Regions from separate parts of the Mus musculus genome. Here regions 1 and 3 are each linked to region 2. A link is a contact called in public promoter capture Hi-C data. All regions are on one chromosome and are shown on one strand. Each heading gives the region's core, a stretch centred on a gene start, on an enhancer-like site or on the middle of the called end of the contact. The rest is flanking DNA. Distances are from core to core; before and after follow the strand shown.

What was found. Capture Hi-C pulls out chosen DNA fragments and counts their contacts.
Region 1: a contact with region 2 is called in a promoter capture Hi-C map of adipose tissue. The contact joins the promoter of Ocrl here to the promoter of Utp14a in region 2. A contact is called at or near these places in 2 of 39 promoter capture datasets (the HPC-7 cell line and erythroid cells) and 1 of 9 other capture datasets (adipose tissue).
Region 3: a promoter capture Hi-C map of adipose tissue shows a contact between it and region 2. The contact joins the promoter of Zfp280c here to the promoter of Utp14a in region 2. A contact is called at or near these places in 1 of 39 promoter capture datasets (cranial neural crest), 3 of 115 datasets of contacts at active chromatin or transcription factors (the 230-238 cell line, the SCID.adh cell line and memory CD8 T cells) and 2 of 9 other capture datasets (adipose tissue and pancreatic islet).

Annotation. Positions count from the first base shown.
Region 1 is chrX:47,910,425-47,913,974 of GRCm38.p6, reverse strand. It overlaps Ocrl (OCRL, inositol polyphosphate-5-phosphatase), which reads right to left and starts at 1,519. Exons shown (of 24, transcript NM_177215.3): 1 at 1,284-1,519; 2 at 927-1,006. The coding sequence starts at 1,322.
Region 2 is chrX:48,255,318-48,258,877 of GRCm38.p6, reverse strand. It overlaps Utp14a (UTP14A small subunit processome component), which reads right to left and starts at 1,944. Exons shown (of 15, transcript NM_028276.1): 1 at 1,910-1,944; 2 at 463-538. The coding sequence starts at 1,935. Gm39511 (a long non-coding RNA gene) reads left to right here and starts at 2,086. Exons shown (of 3, transcript XR_882302.1): 1 at 2,086-2,142.
Region 3 is chrX:48,590,472-48,593,854 of GRCm38.p6, reverse strand. It overlaps Zfp280c (zinc finger protein 280C), which reads left to right and starts at 1,297. Exons shown (of 19, transcript NM_153532.4): 1 at 1,297-2,182.

The DNA of each region.
Region 1 (3,550 bases), core at 270-2,769, 340 kb after region 2:
ATGCAGAATCCAGTGTTAAGAGATGGTAGGAACTAAGTGATCAATACCTGTTAAACTGGGGGGAAAAATCTATTCCCAGAAACCAGTGAACCAAGGGAAGTAGCTTGCACATATACAGCGATAGGGCACTGTGATATGAAACGGTCACCGTGGAAACTTTAAAGATGAAGTATTAGTGGCAAGGGGGCAAGGTTAGCAGCTGTGGTGACTGCTTATGAAAATAATCATCTGCTCAATCAGTCATCTGTATTTACTGAGCTGCCATCATCCCAGGAAGAGTTGGAGGTGACATGCACTGAGAAAAATGTCAAATGCCATTCTGTTTCTACACATTTCATTAACTTTGCTTTCCAAATAGTCCGGTCCAGTGCGACAGTGGCTGCCCTGCGCCAACACATTAGTGAATTAATGCATTTGCCTTCAAGCAAACGGAAAAAAAAAAGAGGATCTGGGGACAGGAAGAACCAGTTGAATGGGAAAAAAGACATGTCTGTAACATTAGCAACATAGCATTTCCATTGCACTTTTACTTGTAAGCCACTTTTGCCTGGGTGGTCCCCCAGTTTTATCTCCAATAGCCATAAGACAGTTTATGGTTTTATTCAACTCAAGAGGAAACCAAGGCTCAGAAAGCTTGATTAACTTGGGTTACACAACGCATGTCAGTTACAGACAGGGTGAAGGAACTAAGAACCCAGGCTTCCTGCTTTCCTGTCCATTGAGTCCATCCACTGAGCCACAGGGCCCAGGAGTTATCTAGTAGCTTAGAAGTTGGGGGTGGGAGGCCCTGGCTCAGGCAGCTCACTCTACACACCTAGCTGTGAACCTGTTGCCCTCTTGGCCAAGGTGGGTGGCTCCCTGCGGTTTCAGGCTCAAGGAGGTTTATAGAAGAAGGCGCTCTCCTCGGTGGGAGTCAGATTACTTACTCATACTGCCCATTCCTCCGGGCTAGGGTCAGGACGCAGGGTTCCCGGAGGGGACCCTTCATCTCCAAACCCGCCACCATATGCAGGCACTGGTCAAGGATCTCTAATTTTTCTTTTTCTTTCTTTTCTTTTCTTTTTCTTTTTTTTTTTTTTTTTTTTTTTTTTTTGCAAACGCAGCCAAATTGGGGTGACGCGGGGCCAGACTCATATCGTCAGCTCTCCTCAGCTATCCCAGCGTCCACTCCTGAGCAGGTCCCCTTTCCCTACTCTGCTCGCCCTAGGACATGCTGCACCCCAACCCGCACCCCACGCCCTTACGGCCTCCCTTCCCCTTCCCCCCTTCTCTCAGACGGATACTGCCAGGGGCTGAGCTCCAATCGGGAGCCGCGGCTCCATCAGGGCGGCCTCCAGGCTCTGCGGGGCTGCGGACTGCCAGCGGATTCCACGACACCACCTCCTGCGGCCTGCCGCCGGCCTGCCTCGCCTAGGCGGAGAGGAAGGGCTCCAGCGCTGGGAGCCTGGAAGCCCGGGAGCCCGGGAACCCGGGAGCCCGGGAGCCAGCCGGGGAGCTTTAGAGCCGGGAGGAGAGAGACTGACCAGAGAGAGAGAGCGGCGCCTCCCGCCCCCGCCCGCCTGCCAGGCCGCCGCAGATTTCGCCCCCTGCGGCCAACCTGGGGAACTGCAGCTAGGCACCCGAAGGACTTGGGGACTCCATAGCAGGTCCCTCTTCAAATTGCTATCTGCAACATCCTAGAAGGGATCTGAGGACTTTGAAGATGCTCAGAGAAAAGAAACTGCTACACCAGTTGAACTGGGCCTATAGGACCCACAAGCATACTATTCTCCCACCCCCAAATCCTTAAGGTTTTGAAGGTTATGAAGCCTTCTATTGATCATCGTTTAAGGTGTTTTCTCTTTCCATTTCTTTCTTCTATCCCCTAAATTGGAAAATGACTCATAGCTCAGCCTTCTGTTCTTCTATTTCCCATTTTTCATCCTCTCCAGGTGACTTCCAAGTGTATAAAGTTCAAGCACACAGGGTGAGTCTAGGCCTCTTAGTGTAGCCCATTGTGAAAATACTTCTCATTGACAAAACTAACTCACCTTTTCACTCTGCCACCAGCCCGGAAATTTAAAGCTACAAGCTATCTTCCTCTTATCTTCTCTCCTCCTCCCCACCCCCCACCCCCCCCCCCCCGCCATCACTCTACTATGATATCCCATCTGGGTTACTGAATTTCCCTCCAAAGAAATCCTGTTAGTTGCACTTCTCCTTTAAGCTAGCTTCTTTCTTTCTTTCTTCCTTCCTTTCTTTCTTTCTTTCTTTCTTTCTTTCTTTCTTTCTTTCTTTCTTTTTCTCTTTCTTAAGATCTATTTATTTATTATATGTAAATACACTGTAGCTGTTTTCAGACTGCTCCGGCCCCACTCGCCCAGCCCTCTTGCTGCTTTGTTCAGACACCCAAGAAGAGGGCATCAGATCTCATTACAGATGGTTGTGAGCCACCATGTGGTTCTGGGATTTGAACTCAGGAGCTTCAGAAGAGCAGTCAGTGCTCTTAAGGGCTGACACATCTCTCCAGCCCCTCCTTTAACTTTTCTTCTCTGTTGAAAGCCACCAAAAGTGCTACTATTTCAGTTGTTTGAATACAGACCAGTGGAATGGAGAATATAGCGCTCAAATACACCCACAGGCTTATAGAAGATTAATACTCAGTATATATGTCATTTCCTATCAGTGAGGGAAGAATCTATTCTTCACTAAATAACACTTGGGATATTGATTTTTCCACATGTAAAATTGTAAAATTTGATTTTCATCTCACACCATGAAAAGGGAAATTAATTTCAGGATATCTTATAGTTGGTAGACAACCTGAGCTTACCAGACAAGCTGTGTGTGCTATGGAGAGGTAAGATTAACCAAGCACTTTAGAGCCCAAAAGATCACAAATGAGTCCCAGATATTTGACAGTAAGCTTTTTATACTTTTGGATTTGTTTTGTTTTGCTTTCACCTGATTGTAATCATGTTCTGGTTCTTCTCTCTGGAATAAGAAGGCATGGAACTTGTTTTGGATTTTTTTTCCATTTTTTATTAGGTATTTAGCTCATTTACATTTCCAATGCTATACCAAAAGTCCCCCATATCCACCCACCCCCACTCCCCTGCCCACCCACTCCCCCTTTTTGGCCCTGGTGTTCCCCTGTACTGGGGCATATAAAGTTTGCAAGTCCAATGGGCCTCTCTTTCCAGTGATGGCCGACTAGGCCATCTTTTGATATATATGCAGCTAGAGTCAAGAGCTCCGGGGTACTGGTTAGTTCATAATGTTGTTCCACCTATAGGGTTGCAGATCCCTTTAGCTCCTTGGCTACTTTCTCTAGCTCCTCCATTGGAGCCCTATGATCCATCCATTAGCTGACTGTGAGCATCCACTTCTGTGTTTGCTGGGCCCCGGCATCGTCTCACAAGAGACAGCTACATCTGGGTCCTTTCAATAAAATCTTGCTAGTGTATGCAATGGTGTCAGCGTTTGGATGCTGCTTATGGGGTGGATCCCTGGATATGGCAGTCTCTACATGGTCCATCCTTTCCTCTCAGCTCCAAACTTTGTCTCTGTA
Region 2 (3,560 bases), core at 695-3,194:
ACACTGAAAAATAGTTCAATTCATAGCCACAGTTATCGAAGTGTTTCCCCTCCCCCCAGGAGAAAACTCCCACTACCCTTTTTGAGACAGGGTCTCACTATGTAACCCTGGTTAGTCTGGAACTTGCCTTTTAGACCAGGCTGGCCTCAAAATCATAGAGAGCTACCAGGCTCTGCTTCCCATGTGTTGGTATTAAAATAGTTCACAGAGAAAGAGGAAAAACAATGTAAGTAGTTTTGTCAGGGGAATAGGTTTAAAATTCAGATAGCATCAGATCAAGTTCCAGGATAGCCAGAGCTGTATAACCCTGCCTTGAAAACCAGAAAAAAAAAAAAAAAAAAAAGATAGCATATGTTAGAGTTTTAGTAACCTTCTTTACACGCACACATTTTTATTCCCCTTTCCTCTCCAGGAGTGTTTTGTTCACCCTAATTTTGAATCCGTTCAACAGCTGTCACCTACCTCATCTTCACTGGCACTCAAGGGGTAGTTGCTTGTCAAATCCATTAGATCATCCTGCTGGCTCAAAGCCAGAAGGCTGTTTTAAAAAGGCAACACAGAAACATTAGCACATGAAATAACTCTTCTTTTAAACCAGCAGTTCTCAACCTGTGGGTCAAAACCCACAGGGGTGTGTGTGTGTGTGGGGGGGGCAAAAGGTCCATTCCCATGGGTCATGTGTCAGATATCCCGCATTTCAGACATTATTCATGTTACAATTCATAACAGTAGCAAAAGTGCAGTTATGAAGAAGCAAGGAAAGTAATTTTATGGTTTATGTTTTGGGAGGTGGTCATGAACCCCAGAACATGAGGAACTGTAGTAAAGGGTTGAGCAGCACTAGGAAGGTGGAGAACTATTGATCTAAACAAATATCTGTTTGCTCAGTTCTGAGTATTCTTATCTGAGAAGAGGTGCAAAAAAACAAAACAGAAGGTAATTAGTTAAAGTGTTTTTAGAAGGGGGTCAGGCATCACTTCCAAGATGACAATATCGGCATGGGAAAGACAACACTGGTTAGTGGCTGACCCTGCACTTCTGTTACTTACTATGCTTCAATTTCCCACTGACGCTACTGCTGTCTTTTGAGGCAAAGGCAGTTTCCTATTAACTATTTAAACGTGTATTTTATTTTATTTTTTGAGACAAGAGTTGTTCGGTGTAACCTTAGCTGTCCTGGAACTCGCTTTGTAGACCAGCCTGACCTCACACTTGGAGATTGGCTTGCTTTTACCTCCCAAGTGCTGAGATTAAAGGCGTGTGCCGCCACCAACTGGGAAACCTTTTAAACATTCGAAAACATTCTATTAATGCTTCTATGGATCTCCCACCGGTCAGGTGCCTTGATTAAGTGCAACTTATTAAAAATGTAATCTTGATAATTTGTTCGCATAACTGAGGACGTAGGGTAATGGTTGAAACCAACTGTATAAATGGGTGTTTAAGGTGATTAGAATTTAGGAAAAACCTACTATTACTTAACAGTGGATCTCGGTATTTACTAAGCAAACATTACCAAAGCGACTACATTTAGATTTTTCTAACGTTGAGGGGTAACATGAAATACCTGTTAGGTCTGGCACAACTTGGCACTCTCACAGACGGCGCATGTTGCGCGTGGCAGAGGCAGAAAATGCGCACGTGACAAATAAAGGGAAATCAATAGTAACTTTGCCAAGAGTCGGACGACCATCAGACCTAACAGCGATGCAACTTAAGAGCCGAGAAACTGAGGAGCAAAGCCAATTTAAATTAAGGGACTTTAGGATTCCTAGCCGATACATTAACTACTGGCAGGGTTTGGGGAGGCGAATCTCTAACAAACAGCAGTTCGGCTTCCACTTCCCTAAATACAGGAAATTCAGCCCTCAAAAATACCCGGGAATCTCCTTTCCCTTTTACGTCTTACCCCTTCGTAGCTTTGATAGAGTTCATCGCTGTCGCCGGTAACTCACATGGGTCAGGAACGGAAACCAAAGAGAGAGCAAGCTCCTTGCCTGCCGCAAAGCAAATTTTGCTTCCGCTAATCACGCGCGACAACGCGCGTCATTTCCGCCCAGGGGGAGGCTTGCAAAGTATTGTAGGCGCTCCAGGATTGGTCGATGGAAAAGCCGGCTGCCTGCCAGTTGGTCCGCACTGCCGGTGGGTGGGACTTGCCGGTCCCCATTCTTCTGAGAGGTTTTTATTTAGGTTGGCGGTATTGGTTCCCTGGCATTCGGTTTTCTTGCGGTCCGAGATTAGTGTGGTGAGGGCGAGGGTGCTGCGCTGTCAGGGACGGAGCTAAAACCAAAACCAATCAAACCAAAACAAAGCCTCCAGGGCCAGGCCCCGTTGGACTCTGTCGCACAGCTCTGGACTGGCCAGCCCCAGACTGTGTTGGACTCCTGCCAGATCAAGGGGACGGGAACGTAGCAAGTTTCTATCCATCTGAAGAGAAATTCTTTTTGAGCCGGTGTACCTGTGATTACAGCTCATTGTCCCCTTTTCCTATACAAGAAAATGTCACTCGAGAATGTGTTATGAGGCAGAAAGATCTCTTCTTGCTCCATCCGGTGCAACATAGTAGGACCCATACACACATGCACGCACACACAATCTTATTTTATCCGGTCCATAGCTCACTAGTAAACTGCTTGCAGCACAGGCATGAGGCTGCAGTTTCTCAACTCTTGCTTTTTTTTTTTTTTTTTTTTTTTTCTTGTTTGAGACAGGCTAGCCTTAAATTGGTGATCCTCTTGCTTTAGCACCCGACCTGCTGAGATTACATGCTTTTGTGGTACCACGTCTGGCATAATTTGTAAATAATAAACCTATCTATGTGTGTGAGTGCATTTGCGTGTGCGTGCGCGTGTGTGTGTGCGCGCGCGTGTGTACGCATGCCATTGCACACGCGGAAATCAGGACAACCTGTAGGAATTCCTTTCACCATCTGGCTGCAGGGGATTAAATTTAGGTTGTCAGGGTTGGGGGGAGGGTGTCAAATGCTTTTGACCAGCCTGAGACTTCTTGCATAAAAACATTATTGCCATTTCTTTTAGGTCATTTCCATTTTGTTTTCTCCAACGGTTGCACTGAAATTTCTTATGGTAATCGGCAATGCTCTAAAATTCTTAAATAAAATAATACTTTCTAGTCTTTGTGGTCCCAGAATTGAATATGGGATTTGATAGTTGTTTTTGTTTTTCATTATTCATTCAGTAAAATTTTTTTAATCATTGACTATGTGCCAGGTTTTTAGGAGTTATTGATACATTGTTGAACAAAGCAGATATTTTCTATGGTTTCATAGACACAATTTTCCAGTGGGCTTAAGGACAATTTTTTAAAAATTATTTATTTTTACTTTACATCCTGCTCACTGCTCCCCTCCCAGTCAATTTTAAATGTTGCTAAAACTCTAGCCCAGAGTTCCCTGACTGCTCTCTCCTGGTATCCTCTATGATGGTAGCTCTATGACCATCTTCTTCCATTTTCTTTCTTTCTTTTTTGTTTTTTTTGTTTTGTTTTTTGTTTTTTTGTTTTTCAAGACAGGGTTTCTCTGTGTAGCCCTGGCTGTCCTG
Region 3 (3,383 bases), core at 48-2,547, 340 kb before region 2:
TAGGGCACGGCATTCTTCCCAAAGGAACTGCCCTTCTCTGTCACAGAAATCTTTCTCTCCGCGGGTTATTGTCTAGATTCTAGAAAATAAAAAACCCAGACTGGAGAGACGTGGACTTAGATGCACGATTTTCCATCAGTAAGCTGTGCAGGGTTTTTCGTTTTTAAGCAACGGGGGAAGCATTTCATTCGGAGGAGGAAAGCCTGCTGCAGACATGGAGTCCCTTTCAATGCTCCTCAAGTTTGAATTCTTTTAGGAAGAAGTCTCAATGTGAAGTGAAGCAGTTTCTCCCAGATGTGGAAGATCTTTATCCAAGGACCTCTCTTTGTTTGAGAGGATCAGCTAAGTCTATGAGCTTGAATTTTTGATTTTGTTGTTTGGGGGTTGGATTATCAGTTTCAGTGCCTTTTAGCTCCTCTAAAACTGTATTTGATACATAAATCCAGTTTTAAGCTACAAAAGTTTCCTAGGTATTTGTGAGGTGCCTAAAAGAGATACAGTGTGATTCAAGCCATCTTAAAGTAAAATAAATAAATAAATAAAAATAAAAGAAACACTGTATCTACGAAGGTGCTAATCTGTGCCTTTGCTTTAATAGCCATACAAATGCAATTGTGATAACATTTGATTGAGTGTTTGTTTGCTGCCACTCCTCTACAGGGTTGTAAGGTATTAAAGAACTGTTTTGAGATGAAGAACTAGCTTCAAGAGGTTTTGTGGTCAGTAAATAGAGCCACTTGTGGTGGTTTTAAAATTACCTGTGTGTGAGTCTGTGTGTGTGTGTGTGTGTGTGTGTGTGTGTGTGTGCGCACGCACACACACACACACACACACACACACACACACACACACACACACACACGTTTGTCCTCACAATTTGAAGGTCAGATGACAACATGGTAGTTGTAAGTTCTCACTTTCTACTGTCTAGGTCCCACAGGTAGATCTCTGATCATCATTTTGGGGAACAGACCCCCTTACTTACTGAGCCAGTCTCCAGACCTCCTGCTGTTTGGGTTTATTTGTTTGTTTTTGAGAGGGTCTCATATAGCCTTGTATTTGATATGTAACTAAGGCTATCCATGAACTCCTGATCCTGCTGCCTCAGGATTCCAGCTAAGAGCCTTCATCCCTGTCACCTTAAAACCAGTTCTTATTTATTTAATTTTTTTTTACAGTCCAGATTTTATCCCCCTCCCGGTCCACCATCTTACGGTTCCACATCCCATACCTCCTCCCCCCCATCTCCACGAGAATGTCCCCATCCCCCCACCCCCACCTCACCAGACCTCTCCACTCCCTGAGGGAGGACTCCAGTTTCTTGAGGGTTAAATGCATCTTAAAACCAGTTCATACGCCAGTACTTTCTAGCTTTTGCCTAAGGTTCAATTCATTAAATAATGCCTCATTTATTTTATAGGCATGTCGAAGTTCCAGAGAAAGAAAAGCAAGGAGGTTTGCCTAAAATTTTTAAGAAGTGTTACTCAATTCCCATCTCTACATTTAAAAAAAATCATTTTCCTATTTTTTAATACTTATTATATATACAGCATCCGAACTGCATATATGCCTGCAGGCCAAAAGATGGCATCGGATCCCATTACAGATGGTTATGAGCCACCATGTGGTTGCTGGGAACTGAACTCAGGACCTCTGGAAGAGCATCTTGAGTTCTGGAAGAGCCACATGTGCTGAGCCATCTCTCCAGCCTCTTGTCGCTACAGTTTTTAAAGATGTTATATTGTTTGTACATTTTAGCATTTGAATAATACTATATCCAAGTACGTTTAAAAGCTGAAGAAGAGCATTGGAAAAAGTACTGATAATGAAGAACTGCCAACCTCAGCTTTTCCTATTTAATCCCTTTGCTCCAGTTTCCTAAAATTCCCAATATAGGCTGGCCTTTTCAGCCCAGCGTTTCGCCACTTAACATTACCTTTTTATGAAGGGAAGGGATTCTACGCCTTCCTATTCTTCCACTTATTTTATTTTTCTAGGAGAACACTTAGAACCATACAGAATTTTTGGAAGTACTAGGGATCAATTTGTATATATTAATTATAGCTGAATAATTTTTTTCTTTCTGTTTTCAGGGAGGACTTTGTCTTTCTGGAGCCAGGAAGGTGATGTAATTGCTACCACCAAACCTGAGAACTTGAGCTCAATCGCAAGGACCCATATGGTAGGAGAGAAACAACCCCTTTAGGTTGTCTTCTGACTTTCACACACACACACACACACACACACACACACACACACACACACACACATTTTGAACGATAATTGGTTTTTAGATTAAATTAACTAGTACTTTAGGAAGCCTTGACAAACCCAGTAACTTGAATAAAAATGTACCTCTAGGCTTTTAAAATTTATTCTCTACAAATTGCTTTTACTTTAATAATTGACATAAAGATAAAAGGGTTACAGCAACAGCTATTTGATAACAATTTAGACATGATACTCCTTTTTTATACCATCAAGGCACGATGGTGCATACCTGTGATCTCAGCAGTTGGGAGGCAGAAGCAGGAGGATCACAGCACGTTTAAAGCCAGACCAGTGTACAATTAAACCTTCAAGCTAACCAGGGTAACAAAACCCTGACTCAGAGAGAGAAAGAGGAACAGTATGAAGTGGGAGGAGAGAGAGGAAGAGAAAAGTGGGGAATGAAAATATAAACAAATGCATTTAATTCTTTTTCTATTGTCTATGCATGTGTGTATGTACACACACACGCACCTGCATGCACAAGTATGCCAAAGCATTCATGTAATGGTTAAAGGACAACTTACATAGTTGGTTTTCTCCTTCCATTATGTAAACTCCAAGGATTGAACTCAGATAATCAGGCTTGGTGGCAAGTGTCTTTACTCACTGAGCCATCTGCCTTACCTAACTAAGGCATTTTAGGAGCTGAGATGTCTGCTTTTTCCTCTCAATCCTAAGTATAAATCCCAGGCTGTTGTGCGTGCTAAGTAAATGCTCTGTTGTTGAGCTACATACCAGCTCTTGATTTTCCAAGCCCAAGTTTTACTATGTAGCTCAGGCCAACCCTGAACCTTCCTGTATAGCTTAGCCTAGCCTGTAATTTATGATTTTTGTGCATCACCCTCTCATTGTAAACTATATGGTGTGTGTATGAGGACTCAAGATACAATTTAAACTGAAATTCTTTTTAATGAAGAATGAAACTGAAATTTAAGAATTTAAACTGAAATTCTTTTTAATGAAGAATGAAAAATTGAATTCTATTCAATTTTTTTTGGTTTTTGGTTTTGTTTTTTGTTTTTTTTGTTTTTGAGACAGCGTTTCTCTGTGTAGCCCTGGCTGTCCTGGAACTCACTTTGTAGACCAGGCTGGCTTCAAACTAAGAAATCCGC